2 separate regions of the Danio rerio genome follow, and region 2 is linked to region 1. The links are chromatin contacts, called in public HiCAR-type maps. All regions are on one chromosome and are shown on one strand. The core of a region is the stretch at or near the end of the contact, and the rest is flanking DNA. Distances in the headings are between cores, read along the strand shown. Region 1 holds the start of nmt1a (N-myristoyltransferase 1a). Region 2 holds the start of plcd3a (phospholipase C, delta 3a).

What was found. HiCAR-type assays count read pairs that join an accessible place to other places.
Region 2: a contact with region 1 is called in a HiCAR-type map of caudal fin, with 3 times the contacts expected there. The contact joins the promoter of plcd3a here to the promoter of nmt1a in region 1. A contact is called at or near these places in 3 of 18 Hi-C or Micro-C datasets (caudal fin, hematopoietic stem cells and an unstated tissue) and 1 of 4 datasets of contacts at active chromatin or transcription factors (caudal fin).

What each region holds. Positions count from the first base shown.
Region 1 is chr3:38,202,485-38,207,752 of GRCz12tu, reverse strand. nmt1a (N-myristoyltransferase 1a) reads left to right here and starts at 3,106. Exons shown (of 12, transcript NM_001020480.1): 1 at 3,106-3,225. The coding sequence starts at 3,116. plcd3a (phospholipase C, delta 3a) reads left to right here. Exons shown (of 15, transcript NM_001099423.1): 15 at 1-2,690. LOC141381252 (a long non-coding RNA gene) reads right to left here and starts at 3,353. Exons shown (of 2, transcript XR_012401145.1): 1 at 2,881-3,353.
Region 2 is chr3:38,248,404-38,253,386 of GRCz12tu, reverse strand. plcd3a (phospholipase C, delta 3a) reads left to right here and starts at 3,063. Exons shown (of 15, transcript NM_001099423.1): 1 at 3,063-3,534. The coding sequence starts at 3,447.

The DNA.
Region 1 (5,268 bases), core at 1,857-4,356:
CGAATAAAGCAGCGTTTCCACGAATCAAAGCGAACAAAATCGTCAACTGGCGCCAAATATCAACAGTAAAAACAGAATTTGCTGTGATCCAAGAAACTGCGTCAATCTTTTCTTAATCTAATAAACGACTGAACTTTGAAGGTGTCAGACGCAGAGCACAGACACTCTTGATTCTGCAGGTCATTAATAATGTATTAACACTCATGCTGCGTTCACATTAGATGCGGAACGCGCGTCAAGCGCGAGTGATTTACATGTTAAATCAATGCAAACGCGCGAACAAACATCCTGCGGTGCGATACGCATTGAGTTGCGCGTTTTGCGCGAATTGCTCGAGTAGAACCTATTGAGGGTGTCCCGGGGGAAATCTTCCAGGCGACACCAACAACAAGTCATCAAACTGGGCTTGGCTCAGTCAAAAGCACTGCTGAAAGCCTCCGTCATCCAGGTTCAGTTTCTGGAGGGGTTTATGAGCTCACAGAGCTGAATGCACCTCAATTCGCGCATAAGGCGCTAATCGTGGCACGAATCCACACATATCGCCCCGCAGGATGTCTATTCGTGCGTTTGCATTCACTTAACATGTAAATCACTAGCGCTTGACGCGCGTTCTGCGTCTGGTGTGAACGGAGCATAAGATGGTTAAGGCATTTTAGAATAACCAAAACAACATTTCAGATGGTTTACAATGTGCTTAGGCTGCTAGTTTGTTCATTCACACACATTTTTATCATCACATGATCTCTTATAACAAAATCACATTATTTATTTATTATATAAATTTATTTTTTATGCGCATACTGGAATTTTCATACATCTTTTCTCTGTTAAATAAAAAGTTTATCCTACTCAGTTACGTGCATATGTTTTTTATGTGCACTTTCAAAATTTATGCGCTTCATGGTGGTTTCATCAACCATTTTTTATGAGCATCTCCAAGATGCGCATAAAAATAGGTGGAAGGAAACATAGCTACAGAACATTTTTGAATTTGACTTAAACTCTGGATTATTAAAAGTATGCAGTATTCACTGAATTAAAGCTTCAGCATGTGATGTCAACAGACACGCAGGTACGCTTACATTCTCGTGTTTTTTTTCTTTTGGCAGTGAAAACCTTAAAATATTTTGTCATTTTGGTCATAAAGATCAAAGAAAGACATTGTTCAAAACAGTAACTTTTTTTCCACAAATTCCACAAAACTTTGCTTGTTTTTGTAAAGTTTGCCTTTACATAATTGTATATTGTGTATATTTATTGTGTATAAATACACACATCCATGTATGTGAATATACAAGTATAGAAAGTGTTTATTTATATATATTTATAATTCTATCTAAATGTTAATCTATATGTAAATATTTTTAATCATGTACATGTATGTGTGTGCACAGCACACACATACTTTTATTTTGTTTGCAGTTAGCCACATTTTATCCTTAAACAACACTATAGCGTACTGTTACTTCAGTTCACAACCCCTTCTGACCATTACACCACCGGTAGACTGCAAGTCTGAATGCTGGCAAAGTTATGCGCATGCCTAATGAGCGTCAGTAATCATGCATCATGCGTTTTAGGCTGTACACGGTTTTAAAATGAGAACACACTAGTGTAAACGTGCCTTAAAGTAGTGTTAAGACTTATGTGAACACAGAAATTAGTCTTTTGTCATTTTGTGAGTTCATATACTTAATTATTATTTGACAAAAATTAAAAAAAGAGATTTTGAGGAGACATTGAAAGCTTGGAAAGTGTCAGGATTGTTTAGTAAGGGTCATGACTGGTTTATTTTTGTATGCAAGTATGTTTTCATTGATTTAAACAACATCAGTAACTCAGCAGAATAATCAGATTATTCTATAAAGTAATTTAGCTAGATACTTTAAATAACAACATCCAATTATGAAGTCTGTGTTTAACAGTGGTTGAAAAAACAGAAGGGTTTATCATTAAACTACAGCATTAACAATGCATTACAAGCATTAGCAAAGTCCGTTATCCTAAGATCTCCAAAACTGGTCAAATTATATTTGTCTAGTGCTAATTTGATGATTTAGAGGCAACTATAGCACTTGCCATTCTATACGTCATTTAATGGCAGGTTTGTTAAATTATGGTAACTCATGGTTCAGATAATAAAGATCTGTATTTTGTACTAGGCTATAATATTTAATTAAATGTTATAATATGATATTAACTGTTTCTCTACAAACAAGTTTAATTGTAAATGTTCAGTTTCTTAGTAGAAACCAGATCATCTTTTGATCTTAATGTCTTGTTGTTCATACAGTACTGTATATGTGTGTGTGAATGTGAATTTATTTTTTAGGAAAACACAATTTTTCTAGACTATTTTGAAATAGATAATCAGTAAATTAATTGACTCAATGTTTAGTATTTACTTTGTATTATCAGCAGCAGACAACATTACCTCTTAAGAAAAAAAAACTAATTCATTTGATTTCTTTTTGCTTGGGTAGTTTTAAAAATGTGGAAATCTGTGAATTAATCCTGATTGTGCTTTTTAATTGTTTTTATTGGTATTGCAAAGATGTAGTGCCTTTTAAAAGCATGCCTACGTTTTATAAATGTGCAAAGCTAATTGTACCAAATGTGTGTTTTATTTACTGCTAAAATGTTGCATCTTTGTTGTAGAAATAGACATTAAAAAGACAACCGAATTTACAGTAAGGTTTACAATTGTGCACTGTTAAAATTGACAAACAGATAGATGTCGATAGACAGACATAGAAAGACAGACTGACAGACATATAACGTTAGACAGACAATGAAAACGAAAACAGTTAATGAAAACGAAATTAACGTTAAATGAAAACCGATAGTTCCACTCCTTATTTGTGCTAACAGCTAACTTACACCCATCCGCATTTATGTTAGGGTAAAATGTACACAACTGGTTCTTGCTCCTGGCGTTCATTCCTCTTTGGTGACCCCTGATAAAAGAGGGTGAAAAGCCGAAATCGAGTGACTGAGTTGGGTTACTTGGGGCTCATTGCTATAAACTACGCATACCGTCGGGCTTTGCGGCAGTCCACCAATGGTTTTGCGGGGTGTGAGAGCGCAGGGCGAGATCCTCACTTCCTGGTTAAACATGGCGGATGAGAATGAGACAGCACCGCTGCCAGAGAAAGAAGAGGAGGTAGAAGAGGATCATGGACACTGCAGCAATTGTGAAAATGAAGAGCATCACTCCGATGACGGGTGAGCGTGCATGTATTTTATTGTTAGCTCTCAAATGTAAATTAGTCCTCCTCACGTTACGAAAAGACAGGGCCCTTGTTCGGCCAAGCTGAGGCACGCGTACAGCATGTCGGCCCGCCTCCTGGTCCAACGCTATTGGTTCACTGCCTTTATTGACAGACGGTTCTCGAACACGATTGGGCCAGGCGCCGTCAATCATGCATGAGGACGGTTCGGTATAGCCAGGTTTCATAGGATCTTTGGCATTTGTATGAGGTGTATAAACAGCCTACTCAAAATTTCGTGCATAAAAACGAATAAACTGTTATATTCAAAGCTGCCATTTATAAACTGTACAATATGTATAGATCGCCTCTAAAAATTGCGTTCAAACATAATCCTGCAGGCCTTTATCACCACTAGGTATTATCATGTAAAATGGATTTACTGTCACTAACCCTTGGCTTGGCGTGATTTAGTTAGCCTGACGGCTGCTAGTAGCATCGTTAAACTTTTTTATTAAAGGTTCATGGTTTCCCAACATCCAGGCGTGTTCAGTGAAGGAGTTTCTCTTTCAGTAGCAAACAGCTCATCTGCTCAAACAAATAAACAAAACAGAATAAAAATTACGTGCGTTAATAAATCTTATGCAGTTGCTCAAGGTCGTGTACAGGAACATTCTCGAATGAATCAGACACAAGAAGTAGTGAGATATTGAGTTATAGTGAAGTGATGTGTGCCGAAGATCACGTAACGCTATCCGTTCAGTCATTATGCGCTTAATTTAAATAATCTGGGGTTTCTGGTGTTATATTGATGATATTTTTCATTACACATGCATTGTAGTTTAATTCATTGGTATTTAAATTAAGTCTTTGATCGGTTTGTTGTCTTATGAGGTACAATTGAAAGTGCATCGAGACCAAATAGGATACTGAATAAACATAAGACCTTGTGAACGCTATGAGGGATTTTGTAATACAGATGCCTCTTTCAGCAATGCTACTGCAGGCAAAACCATTATATTTTACTCTCCAGTGAGTTTTAGGTTCTGTTTTGTTTTAATATATTTTGTCTTCTTTCCGATTAGTGTAGCAAAACCATCCAAAATAGCTTTAAATGTCACAACTGGTCTGTAGAATAAATATGATATGTCTTAAAAACATTTTCTTAAAAACAAAGATTTTTACTGTCTAAAAATTCTAACAGTATTTTTATTAAGTTTATATATATATATATATATATATATATATATATATATATATATATATATATTTATAATTAGATTTCAGATTTTTGTTATGGAAATATTAGTAAATTTCTGCATATTTAATTGCAATAAAAGAAACGTGTTATACATTGTTTGGTTGTACATTGCAGGCTAATTTTTGGGCATCAAATAAAAGTAATAATTTTCTTCTTTTTAAATCAAATATTTTTAAGTGTTTTTCTCTATATTAACATCAAACTTTAGATGCAGTGAAATCTTAATAACTTGTTTCTGACGTCTCAACATTGTTAGCTGAAAAACAAACCTCCTCAGTCATAATTTACATCAATCATTTAAATCTACAATAAATTGCCCATTATGTTATAAAACATCCTGCTTTGCAGCTCACACTTATTGCTCTTTTAACAGGTATACGTGGCTGTTAAGGCAATAGTCACAGGGGTGCTAGTTTATTCGGCATCTTTGTGCAATAGTCCACATCCTCTCGAACATACAAAACATGCTTTTTCTGCAGGTCATGTGATGGACCATCTGTCCCCCATTAACAAATGTAGCTGTGGCAGTCACCTCTCTTCCTCCATGGACATTAATAGGATTAGTTGTGCGACTCTTTGTAAGTCGTCCCATTGCAGCTCGACTCTCGTGTAGTTCTAGTGTGAATTAAATTGCATAATGAGCTACTGTGAAAAAATGATGCATATTTCAGTCATTAGATTTTCTGTAATTTTGAATCTCAGATTCAGCGGAACCTTCAGTTTTTCCAGAACGAATATTTGTTTCTAATATAAAAACTGAGTTAACAGGTTTAATTAAACCAGATTTAGTTTACTCTA
Region 2 (4,983 bases), core at 1,814-4,313, 46 kb before region 1:
AAAAATGTGTACCATTGCAGTTTGTACCTTTAAGGACATGTTTGTACCATGAGAAACCAAAAAGTACATTTGGTTTTTAAAACATGCAGGTACAATATTATATCTTCATACAAATCTGATTCATGAAGTACCACTACAGTGACAAGACACGTTGTACCTTAACAGTGTCAAAGGTGTTCCTTCGAGAACTATTTAAAGGCATTCTGCTATATCCAAAATGGGTCAATTTATTTTCAGTAAATATAAAACATCAAATACATTTTAAAGTAAAGTAAAACAATGTTTTTTTTTTAAGTTCTTTTTGTTTTTGTGTAAATGCACCTTTTCCATTTACGATATAGACTAAAAAATACTTTAACAAATCAAAAGATCTATTTCTCTTCAAAACATTTCACAACATTTTTTACAAAAATGTTACAGAAACATTCTGCCATGTACAATATAAAACTTGTTTTTTCCAGTTTTCACACAATACCTTTGTAATCACTTAAAAGTTCATTTAATTTACTTAATTTTAAAATAGAAATAGAATTATGCAAGTGTATTGTAACGAGAAATGCACAATTTTGGTTACCTTTACAATAAAATGTCTGCATGAACACTTTGCATATGCAGGACTTTTGCCAGCTCACGTGCGTAGCTGAAAGCAAACGCCAAAAGGTGCGGATATCAATAATGAACCTGTATTTATCAGAAAATGCTTAACAAATGTTTATTAAAAATGCCTTAAATGTTTAGTTCACAACACCTTTAGTTTTGTTTTACCAGTTGTCTTGTATTATAGAAGTTAATAATGAATGTTTATGAGTTTCTTTAAGCATATATGCTTTTAAATGATGATTCATGTTTTCATATGGAAATTATTCATAAAATCACCTTGCCTTTACAGTAATATTTATTTTCATAGATATTGTAATAAAAGAGGTTGTTCAACACTTTTTTTAACCTTTTTGTGAGAACAGTTGTGTACAGAACATAATCATAAGAGGTCTTTTCTGTACCATATAAGGTACAACCTTACAAAACTGTTACTCAAGGAACATTATTTGTTCCACAGTGTACCTTTTTTCTGAGAGTGTATGAAATTAGACATGCTGTATCTTTTAAATAGTTTAAATCATCCTTGAAAACTCACTACTTGACACTCGCCTATTCATGAGGCGTGCATTCTTGGTTTGCTTTATGTTTCAAAATTTGAATGTTTTATCTATTTTAAATGTTTTATCTTGAATGATTCAGTTTTACTGTTATTCTAAACTGTTTTATATCTGTACCTTTTTTGTGTAAAGCGCTTTGAGAATTAAGTTTTAAATGCGCTATATTAAATTATTAATGTTGTTGTTGTTATTATTATTATTATTATTATTATTTAAAAATTTCAAGGGTGAGGCAGTGGCGCAGTAGGTAGTGCTGTCGCCTCACAGCAAGAAGGTCGCTGGTTCGAACCTCGACTCAGTTGGTGTTTCTGTGTGGAGTTTGCATGTTCTCCCTGCCTTCTAGTGGGTTTCCTCCGGGTGCTCATGTTTCCCCCACAGTCATGCGGTACAGGTGAATTGGGTAGGCTAAATTGCCTGTAGTGAATGAGTGTGTGTAGATGTTTCCCAGAGATGGGTTGTGGCTGGAAGGGCATCCGCTGCGTAAAAACTTGCTAGATGAGTTGGCGGTTCATTCCGCTGTGGCGACCCCGTATTAATAAAGGGACTAAGCCGACAAGAAAATGAATAAATGAACATTTTCAAGTCTTTTAATAGTTTTTACTAATCTTTTAGTACTTTTACTATGTGTGCACAATGATGGCATTTCATCTGTAAACACAATATTTTGTTCTTGTAGCTTACATGTTCATGTCACAAAGTTTCATAAACATGGATGTTCATAATTGGGCCTCAGTTAAAGACACTTTGACTTGAAATACCTTCTTTTTTGGTATTTATGAGTTGGTGTGGACATTCAGAACCATGTAGTAACATTTTGTTTTTATGTTTGTAAATTAAAGTCAGAATGTAGAATAAGTCAAATAAATTCTTTGAATTTTGAGTAGAATCAGTAAAGACACTTTTTGAGTAGAATCTTTATTGAGTTTGCTGTAAAAAATTACATGAAAATTCTTGTAAAGAAGTATGAGACTTACAATCTTGATTCTGGTTCTTGATATCTCTTAATTTTACCATTCAAAAGTGCAAGATTAGGATTTGTTTGTTTGGTTCTTAATTTTGTTAAAGAAAAACTACAACAAAGTTGGGGTTGCCACAGCGGAATGAACTGCCAACTTATCCAGCATATGTTTTACGCAGCGGATGCCCTTCAAGCCGCAACCCAAAGCTGGGAAATACCAATACACACTTATTCACACACAAACTCATCATGAAACACTAATCTGTGCAAAATGTAAAATAAAGCATAAAACAAGAGAAAATCTTACCAGCCAAAAATTGCTATCATTGGGTCAGGAAGTAAAACACAAATGTAAACTTTAGCAAAGAACTGAAAAATTTCAAACCAAAAATTCTGAATTTGAACACAAGACCAAAAAATATGTTATAGAATATGGAATATTCACTATCATTATGTCTCTAACATTCTAACATTAATGTCTAACATTCTTTAATATTTCTACCTTTTTGTTCAAGATAATGAAAGAAACTCAAGCACCTTGGAATTAAGTGGAGAATGAGTAAATAATGACAAAATTTGCATCCACATATAAGAATACTTACTAACGTAATACGTATATATATATATATATATATATATATATATATATATATATATATATATATATATATATATATATATATATATATATATATATATATATAATTATTATTATTATTATTCCATAGGAATATATGTCTGATGAGATTGAAGGAGTGAACTAAAATTCTCATTACCACGCGCATGTCCGTGAAACTTGAATATTCATATCCGCCCACTGACACCGAAAATCTCAGAAACCAAAAAACTCGTAACACCTTCATGAATAAACCCAACAGGCGGAGTCCAAACAAGTCACAAGCCTGTGACAAGTTCATGTCCTGCATTTAAACTTTTTTATCGCAACAGTTTCTATATTTTGTGACACCCGATCATCGACGGAGAGCTAGATTATACAGCCTAAAAATAAAACTAACCACACAATTACACCATCTGCTTCTGTATTCAGATAGTTTGCTGAGGCTGTGATATGGTGAAAGTGTCAGAGAGCGGGTGAATGACTGCTCAGCTGCAGAGGAATGAATATCTACTCAAGTTTCTCGCACTGCGTGTTTAGAAACGTCAAGTGTTGCGACAGGCGTCACACTAGCAGCCGTGCACAGATTCACATACACTGACCGACCGACTGACAGACAGACACACTGCAGCGATACTTCTGGACTTCTTCACGTTTAATTCTCGGTTCAAGACGGTTTTAAGCCGTACTGCCTGGAACCAGGGGATTATTCAACATGCTGGGGAGAAAGAAGAATCCCGAGACCGTTCAGACTGAGTCCAAATCGGTGGAGTCGAAAACTCACGATCCGCTGCGGAGGCTTGGTGAGTTTTGTCTTACTTCAGGACAAGTGTGTTTTTAAAAGTTACTTGAAGTACTTTTTTTTTTAACCACACATAAAGTAAACGCAGTCACAGCCATTAACTTGTTTTCTACTCTAATAATGTGAAATGTCAAATAAATGAATCAATACATTTGTTTTCTTTGACTGTGTACTTTGGATGATGTGTGAATTGATTTAGCCTACATGATATATGTTATGAATTGAGTTATTAGTGTGAAGTTTTGGTGTGTTCTTTGGTTGTTTTTGACCTGTTTTTGGGAAAGATTGTGCTATAAATGCATCATTTTATTCAAGGACTCATGCAAAATGATGGTATAGTTTGTTTAAATGTTTACTATGAGGCAACATTTGTTTTGGTTTCTTTTTGGAGGCGGTTGTGGTTCGGTTGATTCTACCTGCAGCACTTTAATGTTCATTATAATTCACTTTAAAAACTAAAACACGTTTTCAGAATAGGATTTAATCCTGTTGTATTGTAATAATTCACAATATAAAGTAAAAATTATATTTTAATTAAGTCAGTGTTTGTTGTTATTGTAATTTATTAAATTAAATATTTTAACATTTTAATTTAAACTAATGTGACATTCAGCTTTATTAAAGTACAGTAAGGACATATGAATAATCATGAATATGAAGCTATCTATTTTCTTTATAGCTTACATGCCTTTTGAAAACTTGTTGCTGTGTTGAAAACGTAATGTCAGTCTACACAATATTGCACATTTAAAAATTATTTCCAACAAACTGCAATCATGTACTGTATGTGATACAGTATTATATGTTTTACTAATGTTTAAAGAGGTCTACCATATTTTTTTTCTTATAATCAACATTATGCTGCACAATATATCATTTCAGTACCGATATCAAAACATGAGCATTCGCAATAGACAAAACGCAGAATATGCAATGTTGAGTCTGCATTATAAATGATCGTTTTGCAAGTGTTTTTTAAGGCCTGTGACAGTATGAGGATTTTAAAAGCATTCAGACATAAACTGTTCCATTTGTAACTTCATAAAATGTATAACAATTATTTTTATTGACTATGCAGTATTATTATACATTATTTAAATACTGTATACAGTTAGAGAGAAAAGAATAAAGCAGTGTTTATTTAATTTATAATTTTTTTTTATTATTTATGCTTGTACATTGTTTGGTATATTTTATGCAAATGCACTCATCCAGAATTATCAATCTTTAATTATAAATTATTTCCAAGTAGTTATGCAAGTCATCTGGTAAAATTGTATTTATATAGCAATATCTATTACAGAATAAATAAATCACACAATGTTAGATTTTTCCTAAATCGTGCAGCCCTAATTAACATACCCTGTTTGTAACCACATCTCCACACTCTTACCACACACTTATTTTTCCCCACTCATGTTTACCTCTCATCTCTGCCCTTCAGCAACAT